Regions from separate parts of the Zea mays genome. Here region 2 is linked to region 1. Evidence: chromatin contacts called from public Hi-C data. All regions are on one chromosome and are shown on one strand. Each heading gives the region's core, a stretch centred on a gene start, on an enhancer-like site or on the middle of the called end of the contact. The rest is flanking DNA. Distances are from core to core; before and after follow the strand shown. Region 1 holds the start of LOC100217233 (ERAD-associated E3 ubiquitin-protein ligase HRD1A). Region 2 holds the start of LOC100278201.

Evidence for each region. Hi-C and Micro-C count contacts between places; a contact is called where the count stands out from the background.
Region 2: a Hi-C map of tassel shows a contact between it and region 1, with 1.8 times the contacts expected there. The contact joins the promoter of LOC100278201 here to the promoter of LOC100217233 in region 1. A contact is called at or near these places in 2 of 25 Hi-C or Micro-C datasets (ear and tassel).

Annotation. Positions count from the first base shown.
Region 1 is chr2:147,475,416-147,482,153 of Zm-B73-REFERENCE-NAM-5.0, reverse strand. LOC100217233 (ERAD-associated E3 ubiquitin-protein ligase HRD1A) reads left to right here and starts at 3,397. Exons shown (of 8, transcript NM_001143588.1): 1 at 3,397-3,501; 2 at 3,778-4,378; 3 at 5,168-5,344; 4 at 5,416-5,565; 5 at 5,646-5,851; 6 at 5,996-6,131; 7 at 6,334-6,559. The coding sequence starts at 3,846. LOC100304408 (rRNA N-glycosidase) reads left to right here. Exons shown (of 2, transcript NM_001165844.1): 2 at 1-252. The coding sequence ends at 125.
Region 2 is chr2:147,719,004-147,725,741 of Zm-B73-REFERENCE-NAM-5.0, reverse strand. LOC100278201 reads right to left here and starts at 3,426. Exons shown (of 1, transcript NM_001151555.2): 1 at 2,533-3,426. The coding sequence starts at 3,394. The coding sequence ends at 2,678. It also overlaps the pseudogene LOC103647079, the pseudogene LOC103647078 and the pseudogene LOC114574125.

The sequences.
Region 1 (6,738 bases), core at 2,148-4,647:
TGTCGGTTGATGATCGGATCTCATCCGGCGATGTGGCTGTGTTTCACCCCAGCCCCTTTGGGGTGGTCCGGAAGATGATCGGCGGCGGCGACGTCGAGGTGTCCGTCACCTGGTCACTCAACTAGCTAGGTCCCTACTGCTTTTAAATGTCTGGATAATAAATCGGGATGTCATGACCGGTATTTCCTTTTTCATCTTGTTGCTTGCTTGTCTGTTCATCTATGTAATAATAAATTAATAATTGATCCATCCATATTACTCCTAAATTAAGCCAACCCAAGCATACCGACTACTACTATACAGTAATTAGCATGCTTCAACTGTCTTCAGTTTGTAACTTAAGGTCCCGTTTGGATCCTAAGAATTAAATTTCATTCTAATAATCATAATTTAGACATAGATTAATTAAGTTCATATGTTTTTATACAAAATATATTCGTATACTACTATTGAACATATGGAGGAAATATTTATATGCTACATTTTTTATTAAGGAGAGTGTGATGAAAAGTGTGTTATAATTTGCATAGTAGAAACATATACTAGTAATACATAAAATTAATTTTCACTCCTCATCCTATAAAAATGGGATAGAGTTATATCTAAACTTTAGAAAGTGGTGGAATGTAAAATTCCAAATCAAATAATCTACTCTATTAAATAAATTCCAATTCCTTCAAAATGAAGGGATCTAAACGACCCCTTAGGAATTATTATATTATTTTATCATTAGATATGTGCGAACACAAGGTTTATACGAACCCTTGTGGTTCGAGTTTGTGATGATTGATTGTTAATGGAGTAATGTTTTAGGTTGAGTCGTGCGGACTAATAGGAAAATGGGTGTGTATATGTAGCGTGTCTTTTGACTTGTGGTGCATATGTGGAATCTGGAGTGGTCGACGAAGAAGGTAAATATCATGTGGATTCGTGTAAAAACACCGTGAGTGGTGAAGGACGAGTGTGGAATCTGGAGTGGTCGACGACCACACCAATGTAATTATACTCATAGTTAATTTGGGGTTGAGAACGTGTCTAAGGTCGTACCTCACAGTCCCTTGCGTTAAACCAGCTGATGGGGTGCCACTGACCCCCCTTTGGTCGCATGTCGAACCAGAGGGCCGATAGAGGGTCGAGTAAGGAAGGATTGTATGAGATTCACCCAACGGGGCGAGCCCCCAAGTGGGACCACTAGCCATACCAAACCCTACCTGAGGGCGGTCAGATCTCACTTGGATAACCCATTAGCAGCTCGACGACCTCCCTCTCCACGCGCGACTAGGTCGGTGATGGACGAACCTCCCCCAAAAGACTAGAAATCTCTCTGGGGAGAGATGCGTGCAAAAAAACTACCAAACAACCGAGCCCAAACGCGTCATCGACATCCACTAAGCACATTATCAGACATAAAACCGAGCCAACCATCGCAAAAGAGGGTCCGCCCAAAGCCGCGAAAACGCCACACTCGTGAAATACCCCCCTAAGCAATCCTCACATATTACTCGGGGGGAGGGCTACATCTAGCAAACGCGCTTGCGCGCATCAAAAATCCTGATTCCCAACAAGAAAGCCTTTGAGCAACTCCAAAGAGTTGCTCAAAAGCTCGGGTGCTGCTAACGGGTCTCAGGAACGAGGTATCCAAAGTAGATCCATTACTTATGGTGGCCCAACTAGGCAAGAAGCCACGAGAGTAAGACCAGCCAAGTCCCGCCGAGTTACCAGGCGAGGTGAACGGACCGACCAAGTCCCACCATGGAAGTGGGCGAGGCGGACGGACCAACCATGCCTCGCTGAGCAACTGGATGAGGTGGGCGTCCCTACCAACTCCCACCGAGCAACTACGTGAGGGGGGTGATTCGATCAAAGCTTGCGCAAGCAACTGGGCTAGGTGGGGGCATAAGGGCCTGTGGCGAGGGCTGGTACATCCGTGGGTTCCAGTTACACGACCCTCTGCCACATGGCGGGTAGGCGCACACCTACACCCGCTTAACGTGAAAACGAGGCAAACAATGTTGACCCACGCCAGCCACGATAAGGCATGTCGCCACTAAATACCGTCTTGGCTGATGCCACGGCACGGCGGGGAGGCGTTAGAGTCCCTGTCAATAGGATGAGACATGATCACGTATGACCCTTAACGCTCCCGACACTATAACGTGGGACCGAGCAGAGCCCATTATGAGTGTTGTATATTTATCAGACACCCATTATCCAGATATGGCGCGAGTGAGATAGGGAACAACTAGACAGTGTTGTATATTTGAGACACATTTAGTCATGTCCTATATTTTTGATATTTGTTTTAAATAAGGTGGTCGTTGGAGTGCTCTTTTTAACCTTTTGCCTTATAATTTAATTTAATACGCTATTTTAAGTCACTCTTAGAGTTGCTCTAAGGTCACGTTTGGGACCAAGGGTAATGGAGAGGATTTAGAAGATCAAAATCTTTTACTAATAAGACTTGAATGGTAATAGATTTTGGTCCCCTCAATCCTTTCTACTACTCTTACTATCAAACAAGCCCTAAAGACGTTCGGAGTCCTTTTATGCCAAATGACTGTTTCACCTCAAGGGCTCTCTTAGGTAGTGTTTGGTTGAAGAGCCAAGTAGAACGGAGCCGTTCTGTCCCAGTTTTGTTGTTGTTTGGTTACAAAGTAACTAGAACGGAATGACTCCAATTAGGAAATATTCTCCTCAGACCCGGAACCATCCCGCTCCAAAAAATCAACCGGACGGAGCCGCTCCGTTTCCAGCCCGCTCGCATCACGCTCCGTTCCGTTCACTATCTAACCAAACAAAAAACAGAGCCGCTCTGTTCCAGATTACCAAACACAGAACAAAGCGGCTCCGTTCCTAGAATCAGGGATGAAACGACTCCGTTCTACTTGACTCCTCAACCAAACACTATCTTAAATCGTATTCTCACCAAAGATACGTGGAGAATGAAACCAAATAACTACGTGTAAAGTTATTTTACCAAATAATTTATCAAAACAACTTAGCTCTATCGATAGAGCTATTTTATAAAGGTAAAGCCCACCACCAGCAGCAGCAAGAGAAAAACGGAAGGGAGGGGGGGGGCTGATTGAATTCGATGTCCGCCTGCGTCTACCCTGCTTCAGAAAAAAATAGTATTTCTAAACAATAAATACTTGAATAAAACTCTATCAGAAGAAAAGACAAAGGTCAGAAGCTGATCTCAAATTTCTTCATATCGGTACGACAAGTTCAATTGTTCAGACAAAGCGCGAAGGATCTGTTTCGGACCAATGGGCCTAGAGCCCCTAGACAGGCAGTTTCCATGCCTGCTCCAGGCCCAGGCAAAACAGCACCGGACTGCGGCTCCACCATTGCCGTTCCTGTTTCTTCGAATTCTTCTCCCGTTCAGGCGTCCATCCCTCTTTTCTCTCGTGGCGACGAAGACGACCGACGCCGACGCTGACGCCCTACGCCAGGTGCCAGGTTCCGTCGGGTCCTTCGCCGGCGAAGAGCATCCACCAGGTATACCGTATGCCCACCCCTTCTCGTACTGTTCGAAACGGAGCTTCCAAACCCTAACTTAAGCTATTTGGCTATGAGTATCCGGATCTGAGTGTACATGTATGCCTGTTTAATGTCTACCACTCTCTCTCTCTCTCTCTCTCTCTCTCTCCAAATATATTATCGCCCATGTCCGTGACTGGCTCTGCCCCCTTTGCTTGGATTAGCTGGCTGACTTCTGAGATTTGTTTCCCTGTATATCGCGCCTGGTAATTTTGGATCATTCGTTTCTTCTAGGCGACCCAGTGCTGTTCTGGTGCGGTTTCATTGCGGAAGTTTTGTTGTGGGATTTTCCGGTGGCGAAGATGATCCGACTACCCATGTACGCGGCGTTCAGCCTGCTGGCGACGGCTTCGGCGGCGTACTACGCGTTCAGCAGCCGGGAGCAGTTCTACCCGGCGATGGTGTACCTCTCCACCTCCAAGATCTGCTTCGTGCTGCTCCTCAACACGGGCCTGGTTGCCATGTGCGTCGCCTGGCAGCTCGCCAGGCGTCTCTTCCTCGGCTCCCTCCGGGAGGCCGAGGTCGAGCGCCTCAACGAGCAGTCCTGGCGGGAGGTCATCGAGATTCTCTTCGCCGTCACCATCTTCCGGCAGGACTTCTCGGTGTCCTTCCTTGCCATGGTCGCTGCACTGCTTCTTGTTAAGGCACTGCACTGGCTCGCGCAGAAGAGGGTCGAGTACATCGAGACCACACCCTCCGTGCCCTTGCTCTCGCACATCAGGATTGTATCCTTCATGGTTTTCCTGCTCACGGTCGATTGCCTCTTCCTGTCAAACTCACTCAGGTCACTCATACAGAAGCGGGAGGCGTCTGTTGCCATCTTCTTCTCCTTTGAGTAAGCTCAGTTTTCGTTTCTTTAATTTTGCCTAAATGCCTTTTTTTATGTGCATGGAAATTCCTGAGATGTATCTATGCTTTCTGTTTTCACTTTATCACTGTATCAATATGACACGCTACAATATTCGATCCTCTTTCGCAACAATATTAGAGTAGGTGTAGAGATCGATTAAAATGAGTGAACTCTTTCAAATGGCATTTCCCAATATGATGGACAACAAATTGCAAAACTAAGTACTATATGTTAGGTCTATATATCAAGCGAGTGTCTTTTTGTAGTTGCACTGTACCATGCCTGCAAGGCTACCACAAAGATCTTAATTCTTCAGTAACACGACCTCTTTCCATTTTGTGTATCGTCCTTTGCAGTTTGCACTGCCCTATACCATATGAATAATGCCAGATTTGCAGTTATTGTTCTTTTTTTGTTTGCTTGATGTGTATATGCTAAGCCATGAATATATCTTAATTTCACTACCTCAATATTCTCAATCTTGCTAATCAGTTCATCTATATGTTGTTGTTGCTATATTATGAAATGTTAGGCTATGAGCTTGTGCAGTTGTCTGTTTAGGTTTGAGCAATACATTAAGTGTTGCAAAGTATTAGGCCCATTAGCATGAAACATTAGCTACACTATCATTTTTTTTCTTGTTCCTTCCAAGGCAAGGCGTATGGCTTGCAGGTTGGGTATAGTTCTTATTCTACTCTGGCACTGGGTCTGCCTTTTCTTATTTCAAGATTCAAAATACTCAATAATAGCTAACAAGTATAAATCATGTTTCAGATATACGATACTAGCAACATCCACTTTATCAACATTTGTGAAGTACATATTCTATGTCAGTGACATGCTAATGGAAGGTCAATGGGAGAGAAAGGCAGTTTATACATTTTACTTGGAGCTCATCAGTGACCTTGTGCACTTGTCATTATACATGCTCTTCTTCATAGCTATCTTCTTGTAAGTTCTCTTATTATGGTACTCTGATACTAGGATGCAAACTATGGTTATTGATTCGTTATATGAATCAGGAACTATGGTGTCCCGCTGCACTTGATTCGTGAGCTATATGAGACCTTCCGCAGCTTCAGAATTCGCATTGCAGATTACATACGTTACAGAAAGATCACTTCCAACATGAATGAACGCTTTCCAGAAGCTACATCAGAAGAGCTCGATGCGTTAGTTTTATATTTTAATTTTTGGTGATTCAGTTGACTCAACTATAAAAATAGTGTCATTTAAATTTTATTGTATTCAGGAGTGATGCTACATGTATTATTTGCCGTGAGGAGATGACTACAGCAAAGAAACTGCTCTGTGGGCATCTGTTCCATGTGCATTGTCTGAGGTCATGGCTAGAGCGCCAACACACTTGCCCCACGTGCAGAGCTCCAATCGTTCCTGCAGATAATGGACGTGCTGCATCATCACGACAACATGGAGCCCAGGCTGGGGTTCAACCTGGTGAGTTTCTGTTCCTTTATTTCTCTGATCTTATTTCACTACCCCACATATTTTGATTTTAGCCTTAAGAATCATTGAGGACGCACTCTGTTGTCAGTTCTATATCTGTGATTGCTGTTTTGATGTGAGGAAAGTCAGCTGCAGGTACTGCCACTCCATCCTCAGAAGGAGCACCAGGTGAGAACATGAGCAGGCGCCAAGCAAAACTTGAAGCTGCTGCTGCAGCAGCTTCTTTATATGGAAGATCTTTTGTTTATCCTCCAGCAAACACCCTAAACAGGTATGTTTCTGAAACACTCTAAAGTCTAAAAGCAAAGTTTATCATCTTGTCAAACTGGGGTTGTTAACAATGCTTGTCTAGTTTTCTGTACTTTGTATTCACTATAATTTAATTGTTACTGTATTTATAGCATAACGAAGTGTAGGGGGGTGTTATTATGATATAAAGCATAATACTAATATGCTATGTTTTATTCAACCAGCAGGTCTGGTTCTCCCCAGCCTACATCAAGTGCACCACAATCTGAAGCCAGTAGCTCCAATCATCAGTCACAAAAAGACCAAGAAACACAGCTCCAAAACAGCAGCGATGGTTTAGTGCCTCTGCCTTTTAGTGCAGATGGTGTTGTTGGTTCAGGAACAAGCACAAGAGATCTTGAAAATTCACTGCAGAAGGCACAAGAAAACTTTATTAAGAGCCAGATTGAGGTAAGAAAGAATCTTGGTCCCTAAAGTACTTTTTTTAATGAAATATCCCAAAAGTACTCAGCTTACATCCTTCCATGCTACTTTATGATGTAATCAACAAGCACTGCATACAAGCTATAATGACATGAACTGCTTGCAAGTTGCAATATCGTACATATTTCTGTTGCAAGCTCATCTTC
Region 2 (6,738 bases), core at 2,177-4,676, 240 kb before region 1:
ACAGAAACTCAGGGTCACGGCGGAGGACGGTCCCGCGATGGAGATACAAATTCTGGTGAGGAATTCCCTGGGACCAGAGCCACAATTCATCCAGGAGGCACGCGCTACAATTCACCCTTCTAGGCGCTCCACCAAGGCACCCACTGGACCACGCTCGACGATGAGGAGTCGCTGCGACCTCGCAGTGCCCTCTCTCCCTCTCTCTCTCTCCCTCTCTCAACCTCTTCTCGGAACTATGGAACAGTGGCTGGGCTGTTCTCAATGGCATGGGACGCGCGAGCGCGGCCAAGGGGCCCCATCCCGACTTATATGTGCAAGTGGATAGGCTAACCAGTCAGCGGGGCGAGGGGATCGTGGCGGAGGTGGTGAGGGTGCGGCGGCGTTCTGTTACGCCCGCACGCAAGATTCGCGGAGAAGAAGACCTCCGCCGGGGTGGTCCACCAGTCAATGACTAGCGGAAAGCGTCCGGGAGACTGAGAAGTGGACCGAGGTCGTGGTTAGTGTGATAGGGCGGTCCCGCGGTTTAGTGACCACCGGTGCGTCAATTCTAGCAGTAGGAGGTGGGCCGCGCGGGGGCGATGGACTCTGTGGAATGGGTCGAGCCATGGAAATAACGGCCCAGCACGCGAGTTTGAGATTTTCCTTTTTCTTATTTCTTTTTATTTTGCCAATTTCAAGTTTTCTAATAAATTTGAATTAGTGATTTGAACTTCATACCTTCATGCGGCTAATTAAACCTTATTATGAATAATACTATCTCCTTTTGAGATAATTATCACTTATTTATTAGCATAATCATTGGATATCCTACATTCTTTAACTCTACTATTCCCATTTTATTTGATGCCCTAATTTGAATTCGAAACTAGACTTGCCTCCTTTATAATTTTTGTGTTTGATGCACAAACAAACAAAAGAAGTCCAGCATGATGCATAGGTTACTTACTTACGTGTCATTTATTAATTATTTCACTTTTAATTGTGGGTGTTCACATGTACTAATAAATAGGGGCAAATCATATAAGGCAATTTTTTTACTCTTTACAACTTGGGTATTACAATGACCTAGGATTTTATTGGGCTAGACTAAAATCGTGTGCGAACAAGGACTCAAAATTCGTATTCTAAGACTCATCGGGCACACATGGGTGAAAAGTCACACCTAAACACAACCCAACATCCCATCATTTTAGGAGGTCGGGTCGGGTGTAAACCCATGAGTGGAATTTGACACCTAGATTCACAACTGATGGATGTGAAACTCGTGGGCACCCATACCAATGCAAATAAAATAACATGACTGAAATCATAGTGAACTATCTTAAACTAGGATAAAAAGAGTAAAATCAGGGTTGACAGTAAAAGGAGTATAATGTCTTGAACTGGTTGTAATGATTGAAATCAGAGTGAGGCGTCTTAATTAAAACCGGTTGAAAGGAATGGAACCAAAGTTGAATGGTGCGGATCCAAAAAGAAACTACTCCGCTTCGATATCTGATTAGCGAAGCTGCGATAAACAGTTTTGGTTAGTGAAGATGACAAATAGTATATAGGAAGGAAAACAAGATATGTTGATAAACGATGACCAATAAAAAATAGGAACCCTAAGAAACATGTCTTAGGGCCTGTTTGTTTACCCCTATAGATTATATAATCTGGATTATTTTTGGAGGATTATATAATTTGGATTATATAATCCGGATTATTTTGGATTGAGTAGTCCTGTTTGTTTACCTAGATTATTTGAGTTGTTAATATGATTCTTTTGTATGAGGAAGACAAGAATGCCCTCTATATTTGTACTAGGTTGAAACTCATGTATGAAAAAAAAATTCAATTGACATTGGCAAATATTGCATTAGCAATATTATCACGGAAGGCATTCATGTCACCTTCTTCATCCCCAAATTGACTAGTACTAGGCGCAAAACCGATTCGGTGGATTATAATGGCAATGGTGGGTAATTTCTAGGAAACTTGAAAGGGTAGTGGGGAAGTGGGAAAAAAATAATCTGAAATAAGCATCTCCCCACTTGCTTATGGATTATCATAATCCAAGGGGTTAGATTATATAATCTGGGCAAATAAGCTGGACTGTTTGTTTGCCTCTTAGGATTATTTAATCTAGATTATATAATCTGGAGGATAAACAAACAGGCCCTTACTCCGAAGACATGTTGCTTGATAGTGCAAAAGTAGTAGATGTAGATTGATGACCACAATAGCCACTCGCCAAGATAAAGGAATCCTAAGAAACAACGAATGCTTGATTTCCACTACTAGTAGAAGGTATATGTTGAAAGTTGAAACTCGTTACAGAAATCAAAGTGGCATGCAAGAAATTGTTATTCCCATGGCCATGGGCATTGAATGGACTCCTACGACTACGATGTTGTCTCTGGTATGAGCGTCGTCGATGTGGAGAAGATAAGGGCGTTATTCAGAGGCGAAATTAATCACGGATCTCGCCATGAATGGAAACACCAAAGCTACCTACTTCCTTGGTATATAGCTGGAGAGAAGATAAAAACAGAGCAACCAAAAAAGCTTGACAAGCCAAAATCTCAATTTCTAATCTAATTTCAACAAGTGTGTACAAAGAGCAACAAAGCAAACCGAAACCCACGCACCCAAACCGCCTACTACACGGGGGCCTGCCTACCCACCTGCGCACGCGCTACAACGGCCCAGACGTCGCGACGCGTCCGTCGCCGTCCACCTCGGCCGCCCACTCCGCAGCCCGCCGCCCGGACGCGAACCGCCGCATGCCGCCCAGCCCCGGCGCCGGCTCAGCCTCCGCCTCCTGCGCCGACTCCCTCTTCTCCCTCCGCCTGGACGCCTCGGCCAGGGGCGGCGGCGGAGGAGGAGGAGACTGGTCGACGCACTCGACGCTGTTCCTGGACCTGCTCCGCCGCATCAAGAACGCTAGGCCTCCGCAGCACCCGCCCGCGGCGCCGCGAGGCCGCGGCGGGCGGCCCAGGCGCCCGCGCTCGCGGTCCGAGAGCACCTTGCCGATGCAGGACACCTTAGGCGAGCTGGGCTCCGGGACGGCGGCCCTGGGCGCGCGCCCGCCGCCGCCGGTCTTGGCCTTCTTGGGGAAGATGGCAGGCGGGTGGTGCCGCCGCGCGCCGCCCTGGCCGAGCTTGCCGGAGAGGCCGATGATGGGCGCCGCCGTCGGCTTGAGGTTGCCAGAGAACCGCTGCGAGGAGCCGTTGGCCTGGCCGCCTCCGCCTCCGCCTCCGCCGGGGTGGTTCTTGAGGAGGCACTTGGGGTTGGTGTTCTCCTTGAGCGAGTCGTCGCGGTCGTAGACGCCGCTGATCTCGGACCACGCGATCTCGTCGCCGATACGCAGGCGCGAGGACTCCGCCGGGTCGCCGACGCGCGAGGCGGCCATGAGATGATGAGATGGGAGGAGGAGAGGAGAGGAGAGGAGAGGAGAGAGGCGTGGCGTGGCGTGGCGTGAAAATAGCTCCGGCGTGGCGTGCGCGTGGGGTTTTAAAGGAGTTCTTTGCTGACTCGTTGAGATTGATGTGATTGGGGCGGCTGCGAATTTTTCTCTGTTCGGTTCCGTGGGCCTGGTCTACAAACGAGTAGTACTCCTGCATACAACGGGTCTCCAGCCTGCACCCCCACCAGTCACCACACCACACCACCACCAATAAAAAACAAATAAACCTTTGACTTTTCTATTCAGTAAATATATTTGATTATCACAGAGCCATTGGATATATCTCTACTAACTATTAAGGGGGCAGTGTAGACTGCCCCCGCCGCATCCCCTCCCGCCCGCGGATAACGCGACCGTCGTTGTGATTCCCCTCGCCCCCCACCGCCGCGATTCCCCAACCGCCCGCGGATCACGCGCACGACCGCCCCCTCCCGACGCGATTCCCCAACCGCCCGCGATGAATCCCCGCTACGCCCGCTCTCAACAACCTCCGCCTCCATCGCCGTGCGTCTCGGTCATGGAAACAAACCGCAGCGCCCGACTCCAGGCGCGGTTCGCCCTCCGCACAAGCCCTCGACGCGTCGACGACAGTGACGATGACAGTGAACGGATCTGCAGGGGCCGCGGTGGAGAGGAAGGAGAAGGTGGAGGAGGATAAGGACAACGAGGGGCTGCCGGTGAAGGAGGAGCAGGAGAGGGGCTGGAGGTCCTCTACGACTACGGCTTTGGCTCCGTGACCGTCAAGGACTACTTCGCGGCGGCCAAGGTCCTGTGCCGGGACGACGGTGGGCCGCCACGCTGATTCTCTCCCGTCGAGTGCGGCCACCCGGTCGTGGATCAAGCGTCGCTGCTGCTCTTCTTGCCAGGTGCGTGCGTCGCTTCAGCTGGCCAAAATCAGTCATCTTAATGCTTGTCTCTGAAGGGCAGCACGTAGCTGGAGGTGCTGGGCAAACGGAGCAGGAGAGAATCAGTATGCATCAATGCATCATACACAGCCAAATTGTGTACTAATACTTCATCTGTATTTACCAGGATGCACCATGGAGGGGTGCAGGTGTTGCTGTACCCATGTTTTCAATCAGATCATATCAGGACCTTGGCGTTGGAGAATTTCTAGATCTTAAACTTCTTGTTGACTGGGCAGTCAATTTGGGCTTCCATCTTGTTCAGCTCCTTCCAATCAACGATACTTCAGTTCATGGGATGAGGTGGGATTCTTATCCGTACAGGTATGACTAATATTCGATACCAAAGGTTTCCTGCTCATAATGGTTGTTTTTCTTGAAATTAGTAAGGACGTTATCTAAACAGTAGCAGTGCCCCTCATGTGTGAATTACAGCTCCCTCTCTGTGTTTGCTTTGCATCCCTTGTACCTGAGGGTACAAGCACTTTCAGATGCAATTCCTGTGTTAAGGTATACCTTTGTTATGCTTTCAAATTTATTCATTGTATGTCTTGGCTGTGTTATTTTTATTCCACTAAATGTTTGTTACTCACCTCGTTTGGTACCCAATTTAAAATTTACTACAGGAAGAAATTCAGCAGGCAAAGAAGCAATTGGATAAAAAGGTTATTGCATTTGCATGTTGTCTTTGACTGTTGTAGATCTCTGAGTAAATCTTTAATGTTTGGTTATTTCTTAACTTGGAAATGACATGTAAATTAGGATGTCGACTACGAGGCAGCATTGTCCACAAAATTGTCGATTGCTAGAAAAATATTCAATTTAGAAAAGGAAAAAGTGCTAAACTCCAGTTCTTTCCAGCAGTTCTTATCTGAAAACGAGGTACATTCACTGCCATTTCGTTTCTCATGTGTAATCATGGTACTTGATTTCCTATTCCAAACTGTATGTGATAAGCTTTCACACTGCTCCAATAGGAATGGTTGAAACCATATGCGGCATTTTGCTTTTTGCGGGACTTCTGATCACAGTCAATGGGATCGTTTTTTCTCAGTTTTCCAAGGATAAGGTATTCAGAATATTATTCTGCATTTGGTATTTGTATCTTTTCTCCCACTATAGCTTGCTAAGAACATGTTGTTCTATTTTTTTTATGAGAGCACATGTTTATGAGCACTAAGATGGTTTCCCTTTGTAATGTGTTTTAGCTTGACAAACTTATTTCTGAAGGTACTTTACACCATGATGTTATACGTTTTCATTACTATGTTCAGTACCATCTATATATACAAGTAAGTATTTCCTGTTGTTGTATTGTCGTTCTGAACTGCTCATAGTACTACTCTCATGTATTTATTTTTGACATTATTTTTTTAGTTATCTGAGGCAGCAACATATGCAAGAAAGAAAAATGTTATCCTGAAAGGTGATTTACCTATTGGTGTTGATAGGAATAGTGTCGATACTTGGGTATACCCAACCTTGTTTCGCATGAATACCACTACTGGAGCGCCTCTTGATTATTTTGACAAGAATGGACAAAATTGGGGTTTTCCTACATATAACTGGGAGGAGATGTCAAAGGATAATTATGGGTGGTGGCGAGCTCGTCTGACACAGGTTATTTAACATAACAGTCGTATTTCTGACTGGTCATCTTTTCCTTTTATTATTCATATCCTACTAGCATCGCCTCCGCCATGCATCGCAGTCCACGCGCTCCATCTGCGTCGGCTCTCCAGCTTTCCACGCCGCCAACAACCAATGTCGCGTCTGCTGCCCCTGCTGCCCCCGTGTCGCGTCTGTGTCCACGATGTCTGAAGTCTTCGCGCCCCTACCCCCTCAACCTCCATGAACGCCGTCGCGCCAGCGCCCCCCTCCCTTGCCCCACGAGTTCTGGTAAGCCAAACAAGTGGCAGTTAATACCTCGGTCCTCGTGGCGACAGCGGAAACTCCTCGCTCCCCAGCCGGCAAACGCCAGCCCCCGCGACGGCGCGATCCCTGGCGTAGCCTGTCCGCCGGCGCACTCATCGGTCCCTGCTGTCCACGCTTACGCTCCCGGTCCCCACGCGCGGTCCCGGCCCACGCGGTCGCGCTGTCAAACTGATTTCCTTATGGCACCCTGATAAAAAGCGTGCTAATTTTTAGAAAATAAATGTTAACATGTTAACTGGTCTGATAGGTCCTAGGATGATTTTAGGTGTAAGGAACTAATCAAAACACCAAGAGAAATAAATACGTGGATGGCAGCTCTTGTTTTAATCTTGTAACAGTGTTTTTGCTAGACTCAACTATTTTTTATTAGGTGTGTTCCTTGGCAAAAAAAACAAGCTTACCTTGTGTTGCTTATTACTTAACTTATCTTCATATTTCGGTCTTTGCAGG